Linked DNA regions of Mus musculus: region 2 is linked to region 1. A link is a contact called in public HiChIP or PLAC-seq data. All regions are on one chromosome and are shown on one strand. The core of a region is the stretch at or near the end of the contact, and the rest is flanking DNA. Distances in the headings are between cores, read along the strand shown. Region 1 holds the start of Kcnn3 (potassium intermediate/small conductance calcium-activated channel, subfamily N, member 3). Region 2 overlaps Kcnn3 (potassium intermediate/small conductance calcium-activated channel, subfamily N, member 3).

Evidence for each region. HiChIP or PLAC-seq counts read pairs in DNA pulled down with a chosen protein or histone mark.
Region 2: an H3K4me3 HiChIP or PLAC-seq map of forebrain shows a contact between it and region 1, with 4 times the contacts expected there. The contact joins the enhancer-like site here to the promoter of Kcnn3 in region 1. A contact is called at or near these places in 10 of 39 promoter capture datasets (the 3T3-L1 cell line, the HPC-7 cell line, embryonic stem cells and 6 more), 1 of 15 datasets of contacts at CTCF or cohesin (stem cell-derived epiblast-like cells), 11 of 484 Hi-C or Micro-C datasets (bone marrow, bone marrow-derived macrophages, cerebral cortex and 5 more), 13 of 115 datasets of contacts at active chromatin or transcription factors (bone marrow-derived macrophages, embryonic basal ganglia, embryonic forebrain and 8 more) and 3 of 9 other capture datasets (adipose tissue, liver and pancreatic islet).

Annotation. Positions count from the first base shown.
Region 1 is chr3:89,517,478-89,523,611 of GRCm38.p6, forward strand. Kcnn3 (potassium intermediate/small conductance calcium-activated channel, subfamily N, member 3) reads left to right here and starts at 2,687. Exons shown (of 8, transcript NM_080466.2): 1 at 2,687-3,927. The coding sequence starts at 2,992.
Region 2 is chr3:89,650,213-89,656,346 of GRCm38.p6, forward strand. It overlaps Kcnn3 (potassium intermediate/small conductance calcium-activated channel, subfamily N, member 3), which reads left to right. Exons shown (of 8, transcript NM_080466.2): 5 at 1,806-1,916. Among named protein-coding and RNA genes, the nearest start is that of Adar, 77 kb to the right of the region's middle. Within about 2 kb of position 3,094, at least 27 of the 459 cell types and tissues checked have an H3K27ac peak or open chromatin away from gene starts, as enhancers often do. A contact at or near this core is called in cerebral cortex, cortical neurons, forebrain and 2 more, where this site is marked.

The sequences.
Region 1 (6,134 bases), core at 1,437-3,936:
CTTTGATCCCAGAACTTGGAAAGCAGAGTCGGGTTTATCTTTGTGAGTTTGAAGCTAGTTTGGTTTACATATCAAGACCCATGACAGCCAGGTCTACATAAAGAGACCCTGTCTCAAACCAACCAACCAGTACTGTGCAGCCCCACCCAGCACACTGGAGGGGCAAGGTTGCTATGTACGGTGATGTAGGAGGTCTGAGGGTTGGAGTGGGATAGGATCCATATATCGGCTCACAGGAGCTGGGGACCCTCATTTCTTTTATTTTACAGAGTAGGAAGCTGTGGATCGAAGTGCATCTTATTTATGCTGAATGACCATCCATGGCAGTCAGGACTGGCCCTCGGGTATGTATGTGCACCGGTGTGTGTTTACTGCTCACAGAGATCAGAAGAGGGCATCCAATCTCCTGGAATTAGAGTTATGATTGTTTGTGAACCACTGTATGCGTGTGCTCCAGCTTTAAGTACACCCCATCTACCTTTTCTCAGGACAAAGTTGCTGCACCCAGGGTGGGAGCATCAGTTTCAAGTTTAGACCACTCCCAGGTGAACCTCTGGGCTCTGGCTGTAGAGCAGCTCTATCCAGGATAGTGGCATACCTGCCCTATTTGGATCCTGCTGTGACCCAGGAAGGTTAGTGGAGGCAGAAGACAACCTATTGTGGTAGAGTGGGCAAAGAAACTTCCAGGCCTAGAAATTAATTTTCCGCAGCACAGAATCTATATCTGTCATGAAAGTCCAGTACTAGCAGCACATTTTTGCTTCTAACAATGTATTAGTATTAATTTATTTTCGATCATAAAACCTAATCATGTGATCTGGAGCCTTGAGTCAGACTGTTGACTCTGCGGATTGAAGAGGGAGGGAAATGAAGGAGGCAGGTGAGAAGAGGGACTGGGCAGGCTGACCATGTTGGAAAGTAAGGTAGGGACTTGGGGGCCTGTCTGATGATGGAAATGTGCCTGAGACACTAGGCTTGTACCAGGGCGTGTGCACATGAGTGCATGTGTGTGTGTGTGTATGTACACATTGCTCCATCATCATTGATAGCAATCTTGTGCAAGATTGATTGTCATTATCAGGTAGCTGAGGGTGTGGTTTATGGTGCAAGCAGTTTACTCTCAGTCTTCATAGCAGCTTGCAGAGGCGAGGACTGGTATGCAGAGGGCACTCAGCTCATTGGTGGGAACTCTACCATGCTCCCTGGCATGGCGATTTGATGCTTGCTATTCAGGGGGAAAGCTCTGGAAGCATGATGGGTGTGTGTGAGCAAGTGTGTGCTCATACCTGTACACGGGTGTGACCACACACATGCATCTGGATATGTGTACTTCCACACTTATCTAGGGGAGACACTAGACAGAGGCCTGAGGATGGTGGGGAGCTGGGAAGTGGATAGGAAGATGCTCCCTCTTAGAGCCCAGGTGTGCCTAGAGGAATTCATAGCACTCCCCCCCCCAATTGCTAAGGCTGTCCCAATTAAAAATGGAAATAAATTCATCTCTGGTCTTGTCCCCTTGGAGAGTCTTCTGCACACAGTGGGAGTCTAATAAATACTTTATGAGGAGGAGTCTGAACCAGGGAAGCCAGCAGCTGTTTCCAGCTCTGACTCTCAGAGACCCATGGGGCAGATCAGACATGGAGCCACTGGGATTTCCAGTCGTCCTCATCGACCCTGAGGTGACTCCAGACCCAGCTGTTCTGGAAGAGGCTGGATCCAGGTTACTAAAACATCCTGCTTTGGGGAAGTTGGCTCTTCCTTGACAGATTCTCTTTGGCCCTTTCCCATCCATCATGTGGATACTATTTATTGAACAGCCACTGTGTGTTGATCATCATGGGGGGGGGGGAGCATCTAGGCAGCGGAAGAAGAGTGGTGGACTCAGGCTGATCTCTGCTCAAATCCTAGTGCCTTTAATTACAAGCTGGGTGACAAGAGCCATATTTCTTATCTGCGTGTGAGTGGGCTTCTTTTCTTTCCTTTTTCCTTCTTTTATTTCTTTTTTTAGGATGATGACGTCACTTCATAGGGTTGATGTGAGGATTGGAAATAACAGAGGCTCCTGTACACAGCGCAGGTGCTCTGACAGTGGTAGGTAGGTGAGCTTCTCCCTGTCAGGAGTGGGTCCCTTCTGCTTCTGTCAGTTTATGCTCAATGCCTCCCGGTGTTAATTTTCTTTGTAAAATATGAGCACAGTCCCTATCCCCTTGGGCTTTTGGAAGATGTACCTGGAATCCAATGTGTAAAACAACCTGTACAGATACTGGCTATTAATCAACGTTTGTCCTCCGGTCCCGGTTTCCCCAGCATGGTGACAGCTTCCCCTTTAGGGTGCTCTCGATCCCTTCCTTTCATCGCCCCAGCGCCAACATTCAGCCGGGATTGCTGTGGGCATCAGTATCCTGACCGTACCTTTCAGAGGAAAGAAGGCAGGTGCTCAGCTTGCGGGTGGAGTGTGGAGGGGTTGGAGTGGTAGTGGTCTTGGAGCAAAAACTACAGTTCCCAGCCCTCGTTGCGCTGCCACCCGGCGAGGAGCGAAGGATGGCAGGCCCCTTCTTGGAGGCGGAGCCTGAGAGGGAGGCGGAGTTTGGAGGGGTTGGAGAGTTAAGCCAAGCCAATGAAACCGCTGGCTAATAAGTGGGCTTGGCTTGCCATATAACAGTGTCAGGAGGAGGAGAGCGAAGCTATTGAGCCAGCGAGGAGTGAAGCTGAGTCTGCTTCATACACTCCTAGAGGACCGCCTTCAGAATAGAGTTCTTTTCGCCCCTTCCTCCTTCCCCCGGCTCCTCTCCTGGCTTTTCTACCCGCCCAATACAATGCATACTCGAGTGGCAGCCCCAGAGAACTGAAGCAAACCAAAGAGAGAGGACTGGAGCCAAGACACTTCTGGTGGGGAATCTTGGATGCCTGGCTTTCTTTGAGGTCATCTTTGGAACGAGGGTGGCTTTGGGGTGGAGGGTCGTGCTGCAGGGAACTCAGCCAGGCCCCAAGATGGACACTTCTGGGCACTTCCATGACTCGGGGGTGGGGGACCTGGATGAAGACCCCAAGTGTCCCTGTCCATCTTCTGGGGACGAGCAACAGCAGCAGCAGCAACCGCCACCACCGCCAGCGCCACCAGCAGTCCCCCAGCAGCCTCCGGGACCCTTGCTGCAGCCTCAGCCTCCGCAGCCTCAGCAGCAACAGTCGCAGCAGCAGCAGCAGCAGCAGTCGCAGCAGCAGCAGCAGCAGGCTCCACTGCACCCCCTGCCTCAGCTTGCCCAACTCCAGAGCCAGCTTGTCCATCCTGGTCTGTTGCACTCTTCTCCCACGGCGTTCAGGGCCCCCACTTCAGCCAACTCTACCGCCATCCTCCACCCTTCCTCCAGGCAAGGCAGCCAGCTAAATCTCAATGACCACTTGCTTGGCCACTCTCCAAGTTCCACAGCCACAAGTGGGCCCGGTGGAGGCAGCCGGCACCGGCAGGCCAGCCCCCTGGTGCACCGGCGGGACAGCAATCCCTTCACGGAGATAGCTATGAGCTCCTGCAAATACAGCGGTGGGGTCATGAAGCCCCTCAGCCGCCTCAGCGCCTCTCGGAGAAACCTTATCGAGGCTGAGCCTGAGGGCCAACCCCTCCAGCTCTTCAGTCCCAGCAACCCCCCAGAGATTATCATCTCCTCCAGGGAGGATAACCATGCCCACCAGACTCTGCTCCATCACCCCAACGCTACCCACAACCACCAGCATGCCGGCACCACGGCCGGCAGCACCACCTTCCCCAAAGCCAACAAGCGGAAAAACCAAAACATTGGCTATAAGCTGGGACACAGGAGGGCCCTGTTTGAAAAGAGAAAGCGACTGAGTGACTATGCTCTGATTTTTGGGATGTTTGGAATTGTTGTTATGGTGATAGAGACCGAACTGTCTTGGGGTTTGTACTCAAAGGTAGGGACTGTGGTTTCTCTTTATACATTCAACAAAAGGAGTATGTAGACGAGAGAGAGAGAGAGAGAGAGAGAGAGAGAGAGAGAGAGAGAGAGATTGATTTTGAGAGATTTCCTAACTTCCCATGTTTTTCTTCCATGGTCCTGTGAGAATTCCTTTCTTGCTTCCCTTTGTGGGGACATCCCCACACACTGTGTCTAATGTGCAGACTCTGTGTTTGGGAGGATTAAAGAATCCCTTCTGAGAAATCGCTCTTTTCCTCCGGGCTCACGCGTACTAAAGCATAACCCAGCAGCTTAACGCACCAATTAATTACACTCTGCCTTGATGTGTTTGCCAGTTCCTGCTACTTCCCTCCTCGCCTCCCCTCCCTGCTCCACTCCATTCCCCCCCCCCCATAAAAAAGAAATAAATGTCTGGGTGGGGGTGGGGATCCTGTACCGTTCCCCAGCTCCCCCCCCCCTTCCCAAGTTTCTATTTCCCTTCTCTTCCCAGAGAGACTCCAGGGTAAAATGGAGATGTTCCCGAGTCTCTCCCAAGGGCACCGGGTTAAAAATATAGGTGGAGGAAATCAGCAGTCTCTTCCCTCAGGAAAGAGGACTCAGAATAAACCTGCCGCTGCCTTGTAAACATGCCCTGATAAAAATGGCTACAGGTGTTACCCAGGCAGAGCATGGGCACCGCCTTGCCATCACTCGGGGAACGGGGAGCGCCTCTCCTTAGGATGGGATGACAGGGCTTCCCCAGCGGGTCACCGCGGAGTCGGCACCCCAGCTTAGCCCTGGTTCTTCCCTCCCACCCTAACTCCTTCTCCTTGGGATAAATAAAGATGAGTGTACGTGTGTGTGCACGCTGGATGGAGAACGGCAGGCACAAGGCACTGTCTTGGGGGTGGGGTGGGGTGGGGGACGCTCCATTGCTCTATCCTTTCAGTTGGAGGAGAGAGCTTCCTTCCCAGAGGGGAAGGAGGTCGAGGAAGGTGGGTTTTTGTCAATGCTGCATTTGCCAGGAAGCTGCATGCCAGAAGGCTTGGAGGTGCAGGGAATTGTTGGGCAAACGGTTTCCCCTACTGTACCACTTGGTCCCAGTTTGCTGGTGTTTGCATGTGTATATGTGTACTCGTGTGAGTGCCTGCTTGTTCTGTGTATTTGTGTATTTGTTTGTCATTTTGGACAAGGGGTGGCTGGGCTGGCTGGCGGGTAGCTGGGAGGGGCTCAGCTGTTGGAGGTTTCAAATAGAGCCTGTTTCAGGCAGCGCACAGCTGCTGGAGACTGTCACATTCCTTGTAGAGATCTAGTCACAAAAACCTGGGAGGTGCTGATCAGATTTCCCCCATTCCCAGAGTCTCCCTTTAACCTGATGTGGGCAGTGCTCCTTGTCAGGCAACCTGCATGGACAGAGCCCAGACTTCCCAGCAGAGAGTCCTCCAGGGACCTGCTGCTTTGCAGGGACTGCCCAAGCCAGAGCACTTGGAAGCTGCCTCAGTCTAAATAGCTCCTGGATGAACAGACCTCTCCATGAGCAGAGTGGGGTTTCCCCTGGAAGCCCAGCTCACTTAGTCATTCCCTGTAATGAGAGCCTGGGAGGCTGCAGGTCCCTCTGTTCCCTGCCTTCTTAGAGCTGCCTCTCTTGCTGTGTGCTCTGCTTAGGAGATGGGCTGGCAACCCCCCCCTGGGAATTAGGAACACTTGTTAGGGGGAATCCGTGGAAGCCCACATCCCGGAGGTGTGGCATGGTGCTAGCATGTTCTTTTCAGTGGCCCCCATGGCGGCTGTTAAGGAAATGGCTTTTCTAGGAGTCAGTGGCTGTGTCCGGCTCTGAGTGTGGGATCCATGATCATTTGTCTGAATGTGTTTTGGGGGTAGGGTGTCACCGGGCAGGGACGACTATCTTCTCTGATGGAGAGAGGTTTTCCCGGGCCGGGAGGCTGTAAGTGTTGACTGGGTGATATCACCCAAGGTGTGTGCTTCCTCCACTCCTAAGTCGTTGATTCTCTGGTGGCGATGGTACTGAGGGACAGTGACCAGGAAGCTCCTGCGTGCCTCAGTCAGTGAGGTGACCACTTCCTGTGTACCTCGGGGATGGGATTGAAACAACAAAATGTTTATTTAGTGAGGCAAATGTCCCTATCTACCTCGGAGGCAAAGAGGGTCATATCAAAGAATAGGACCAAATCAGGAGTTACAGCTCTGTCACTGCTGGCTGTG
Region 2 (6,134 bases), core at 1,844-4,343, 130 kb after region 1:
GTGGAATTATTTCTGGACCCAGGAGAGCCTGGGGAGAACCCTCTCCCTCTGATGTCCATTTTTAATGCTAGGACACATCCTTCTTTCTGGATGTTCTATACAAAGGAGATGGATGGCGCTGGCTTTGCTTGGGGGTGGGGTATCCTCCCTCCAGGACAGTTTCTTTTAAGCTATTTTTGCTTTTGACAGGCTGGTTAAATTGATTACAGCTATAGACTGAGCTGTCCAATTGCCCATATCCTCTAAAAATTGGGCACCAAGTCTCCAGCAAGTCCCAGATGCCAAGAAAATGCAGCCATCCCCAAATGGACAGGGGAAATGAGGCCAGAAAAGAAAAGTTCACAGACTGGGCTCTGCCCTCGGATTAGGTGGCCGAATGGGCAGAGCGTCCTTCTGCTGTGTTAATGGGATCCGTGTGGAAAGCTGGGGAGAGGCAGTGCCACTTTCCACATCAGCATCCCACACAGGATGGCCTTCATCACAGAGAAGGGGGTGTGTGAAATACATTTGCCCCAAGTTGGCTATAGATTGTAGCATTTCTGAGAAATATTCTCCTCATTTCTCACATGTAGTATAAAACCCAGGAAGCCAAAACTGTTGCTGGTAGATTCCTTCATCCCAGCATCTCAAACTGCTAATCTGGGCTCCATGCTGGGCTTTGTGGCATGGGGACTGGTTGCTAGAATTCCTAAGTCCTCTACCTTTCTCCAAAGTTGGTGATCAGGATGGCACCATACTCAGAGAGCAGTGGTCTGTGAGGAGAGGCCAGGGATGGCTTCCATGGGCCACTAGAGAACCAGGTGAAGGGATTCTGTCTCCCTCCCTCAGGACTCGCAGGCCACCAAGCAGCACCAAGGAGTGTTTCTAAACATAGGCGTACACTGCTTTCTTGACCTTGCTCCCTGCTCCGACAATGACAGTTGGGTGGATAGCTGAAGGACTAGGCAGGAAAGGCAGCCTGCTTTTCTGTGGCTCAGCTCAGGCCTGCTGCTTTGCTCCTCCTCTGTGTTCCCCTGAGGGAGTTGGGAGATGGGAGCTACCTGAGCAGACTGAGAACATGATTCTGGAAGGGCTGAGAGTGTTCTACTGGGTCACTTAAATCCTGGCTGTCGGCAGAAGTGTTGTCCCCTTTAAAATGTACTTGAGGCTCCTTCTGAAAGCCTGTGCTGAGTCACAGCCTAGAGCCTCAAGAAGAAAGACCCACACACAGGGCAGGCACAGCAGTCAGTGCCTATCCAAGTATCCCCCTGGGAGATACTCATCCCAAAGATGGCCATATACCCAAAGATGGCCATATTCATCTTTGGGGAAAAGTTATCTGCTCTTCATTTGGCTGTTCTCGGGACTCTCTCAACTGCCCGGTGTGGGCTACACACTGCAGTCTGCACATGGGTTTTCCCCCTGGGCCTGTGGATGTGAGCTTGGGACGAATGAGACAAAGCAGACGTGGCCTCCAGGTGCTGGACTGTCTGTCACTTGCCACACTGCAAGGGGCCTGATTACCCTAGGGTTTCCCTCCGGGAAGGCTCATTCTAGCCACACAGCACTGAGAACTTGAAGAATCAACTCCCACAGGTCAGCCAGGGTCACAAGGCAAGAAGCATTGCAGACCCCCTCTTTCATGGGGCTATTGGGGCGCAAGCAGGTTTTGACAAGCTTTATGGCATGTCTTGACCAATTAGAGACTCAAAGTCTTATACCATTCCCTTGAAATGCCAACACTAAGCCTGGGGCACACCAAGTCTTGTGTTTTACCTCCTAACTGTGTGTTTTCTCTCCTGGGACCCTCTGACGTCCTCTGGCAGGGTGCAGGCTGCACTGCCCTTGTGGTAGCTGTGGTTGCCCGAAAGCTCGAACTCACCAAAGCAGAGAAGCATGTGCACAACTTCATGATGGACACTCAGCTCACCAAACGGGTAAGCCACCTCACACCCATGCCTTCATGCAGGTCCACAGCCGAAGTGGGAGCTGATCAGAAAAAGATCAGACACCGGGTGTGGCTTAGCAATGCTCCTTTGAGTGCAGGTTAGGAGCATGCAGCTCAGGCGCACAGCCCCTACTGATGCACTACCCAATGCCCCTACTGAGTGCATGAATCTCAACAAACCAGGTGAGTCACCACATGCTTCCAGCAACCAGATAATTTTCCTGATAATTAGATCAATAGCACACAGTGATAGAAGCCGTCTCGCCTCCCTGCCTGATGGGGTCAAATCAACCACACAGGATGATGCTATATTTTTGACTATGCTCAAATATTTTCATGATTCTCATTAAGGCCAGTAGAGAGCCTTAAAATTATACTGGAGTTGTACCTAAATCCAATCCCTTTAAAAAGTCATTTAAAGAGATTATTCCAGTAGAGCCCACATTCCCAAATATTGTTGCTCACCAAAACGCCACCATCCGTTTTCCCCTTTTGGGCTGTCTGGATAATGGCTCTCACTTGCATCCTTATGAACTCAGCTTAGGAAGAGGATAAACTCAAAGTGCAGGGATGGGGTGATTAGCTGCTGCTCAGATTCCCCCACTGAATTGTCAGAGAGAAGGAAGCTCATTTCAGCCAGGCACAGTGATCCCAGAACGCAAAAGGCTAAAGCAGGAGGATTGCCATAAATATGAAGCCAGCCTGGGCCATCTAGCAACTCCTGTCTTTAAAAAAAAAATTAATAAGCTCCTCTAAGAACAGAAAAGAATAAGGCTTCCAGGACAACAACAGGCCCAACAAACTAGGTAGGAGCTATTTCTTTAAGGACGGTTTTCAAGCGAGACTCTGGAAACAAATGGGAGCCTGAAGGAAGGTCAGATGTATGCCCTCCTGGGTGGCTGATCTTCTCTAGAGGAAGAACCAGGACTCTGGGCGCTAACTGGGCATTGATCCCCAGAGAAACGCTTCAAGGTGACATGAATCTACCAGCAAACCCCACAGTCTTAGTTGGGGATTTGAGTACTAGAGAAACTCTTCTGTGATTAACGTTTCAAAGCCATAAAAAATGTGTTAGAAATAGAGACAGGCGGGAAGACAGAACAAAAAGAGACTGGGAAGGAGCAGGCGGGCCCTCGGGGAAGCCAGCACAGAGTTTGCGGTTGCCAAGGCCTCTCAGCGCCTCAGCAGAATTATTTATGGCGTTTGATTGTTGGGTCTTTGATTGGGGGTTTCTTTAAAGAGCTGCCACAGATATAAAAAAGGAACCTGTACAAGCAAATCTTGACATATCATTGGCATACAGACCACAAGGAGCATCATGGCCCCGAGCCACCAGCCAAACAAAAGAAAACAGAGCTCAGGCATGACAGTATGTGACACTGTCACCCTGCAGCAACCATACCAAATGCTAGGAGGACAGCCTCAGCCTCAGCCTCAGCCTCAGCCTCAGCCTCAACCTCCTCTCTAAGCCAGCCTCAGTCAGCCTCAGCATGGAGGGGAAGGCTAGGGTATGGGCAGTCGAAAATGCAAGTGTCATCCGGAGTCTACTCAGCTCACTGCTTTGAAACCCCACGGGCAAGGGGAGAGGGGTTTGTCTCCCAGATCTTTTCTGAGGCTGTTTGCCAAGAACAGAAACAGTAACATTCCCTGTTTGCTCCCGTGGCGTTTTAGAGCCAAGAGTATACTTTGTATTTTCTTTCTATTCCTTTGTCCTACCCCTTTTCCACCCAGTAAATCAGATACAAGAGGAAAATAAAATGAGGAAAGCCCGCTCTCTCAGGGGCTAGGGAAATTAGCACACACACACACATACCCCGCACTATAATTGTAGAAGGAGATGAGGTTGTGGTTGTTAATTTCAATCTTTCAAAAATAATTCACTAAAATCCTCTTCAAGGCCACTTACTTTTGGAGGAATAGGGCTGAAAATCAAATCCATGGATATTTATTGCTTGCCTGTGATGTGAGGTGCCTACTTAATTCAATAACATCTCACTTTTCTCCGAACACTCAAATCTGCTGAAATGTCCCGGTAATATCTTATATCTTTTCCCAGGGAAATAAACACAAAAGGAATGATTCTCACAGAGGGAGATTGACAGCTGGCATGACAGAAATGTTACAAAGGACCTTCTGGGCATCCTTGTCTGAACTGAAGCTGGCTCCGACCTCTGTGACCACTAGGGAAGCCTGTTCTTTGCCCTTTCCATATAGCCCATGCATCCAGTTAAGGTGACTCACAGGTCAAAGGCTGTTCCCAAGACTCCAGTGAATTCTCAGAGCAGGGTCCAGCGTGGAAGGAGTTGGTAGTAGACGATTAGTGGCTTCCCTGATGAAAGCAGATCCTTGCAAGAACAGGCAATATTAATCCCTTGAATATCTAAGCAGAAAGAAAACATGAATTGTAGTCTGTGAATCACACAAATGGGAGTCATTCTGACATTAATTCATCCGGCCTGTCTAGCTTCCACCCAGTCCTTCCAGGTAGCACCGGCTGTTGGCTTGTGTTTACTTGTGGAGAACGGAGGCAGCCTGGTAGCAATGGAAATGGACTCCTGACTTTCCCAAACTCCTGGCATGTCTCCTTTCACCTGAATAACTTGTCAACCTTGGTGGCAACGTCACTTCTGTACTTGGTGGGATCACAGCTTCCCACACTGACTTCGCAGTCACTGCCACTGTTAATCTATAATTATAACTTATTGCCAGCCCTGGACTACTCAATAATGTCTAAGGAAGTGACACATAGCAACGCTGTGCATGATCGAGAGATGACCCGTGTATCCCACCGACTCCCCACTCAGACCTGTGGTAGGCTCTCCAATCAATTTGATAAGTGTGTGCTGTTGGCTGGGGTGGCCTCTCTCTCCTTGCAGAAGGGTTCCTCGACCCCATGATCTCATCGAACCACATTTCCCATGAAGTCAGTGCATAAAGCCAAACCCAGCAGCCCTGAACTACTTTAGGCTCCTGACTCTCCAGGGCTGCTTACATACGTCACTGTCCCTTCACAGTCCAGGCCCAAAGACAGTGCCAGTTCAAGCTAGTCTGTACCTAGCAGTGCTCAGGGCCCCGCCCCTCACTCAGTTGTTTACATGTGATGATCTCTCCAAGGCTCCTCCTGCCCCATCCTTAAAGCACCCTCCACCTGGGTTTTCTTGCCATAGACCTAATTATCCTGCATCTGCTCGTGGTCTTCCCAGTCATCCCTTTTCATCCCCCTAGACCTGATTCCACCCTGAACATACACATTCAAAAAACCTCAGGCAGCCCGAGAACCTACTGAACAGTCCTAAATAAAACCTGAACTCTTAGAAAATGTCAAAGGCTTGAGGGAAAATGTTTCCAGCAGGCTTATTCAAAGACTTAATCTTAGCAGGGGTGTTTTATAGGGGACATAATGGCAGTGGCTGTTATGCAGACATGGAAGGCTGGCTAAGGACCTCTAGGTGGATGGCCCATGGCTGGCATGGCTCATGAGTAGGTCCCCAGAAGAAGCGTTTCATTAGGTAATCAAGCATGCCAGGACTAGATATGCTAATTCTCCCAGAAAAGGATTGCAAATGACATTCCCCACAAAGGCTGTGACCCAGAGAGACTGGGCACAGTGTTTCTTTCCCCCACAATAATAGAAAAGCATAGAAACAAACAGGAAAGATCCTGGGGATGAGCTGGTCCAAACCAGATATGAATACTCAAGTCCAGAGAGGGGGAGGGGGTGGATGCCCAACACGTGCACCTAGTTGGTGCCTGTGGAGGATCTGGTTTGCACACAGGAAGCATTAGCACCCCAGTCACTACCCAGCATGGTTAGTTCCTTGAGCTTTGCATGATGGTTAAGGTCCCAGGCCTGCAAGACGAAAGAGCCAGCTTGACTCCAATAGCCCAGTGTTACATCAATAGCACGGTGAGTAACCTGCCATTCATCACCGAGTTGCTATGGATAGAGCTCAAACTCCAACCCTGAACCACAGACTACATCTCCTTTCTGCTCCTCTCCCCATTCCAAAGTCCTGACAAGAATGTTGATGAAGCAAGCCCCTTGCAGGTGAGGCAGTGAGCGTGGGTTATGATGGAGGAAGGAAGAGGGGAGGCAAAGCAGGTCGATGAGAGAGGGTCTTAGGAAATTGTCCCTGGAGGAAAATGAGGAGAGAATGGCTGGCAGGAGGGGAGGGCGCACTGCTGTTTACAACAGACACCTCCAACC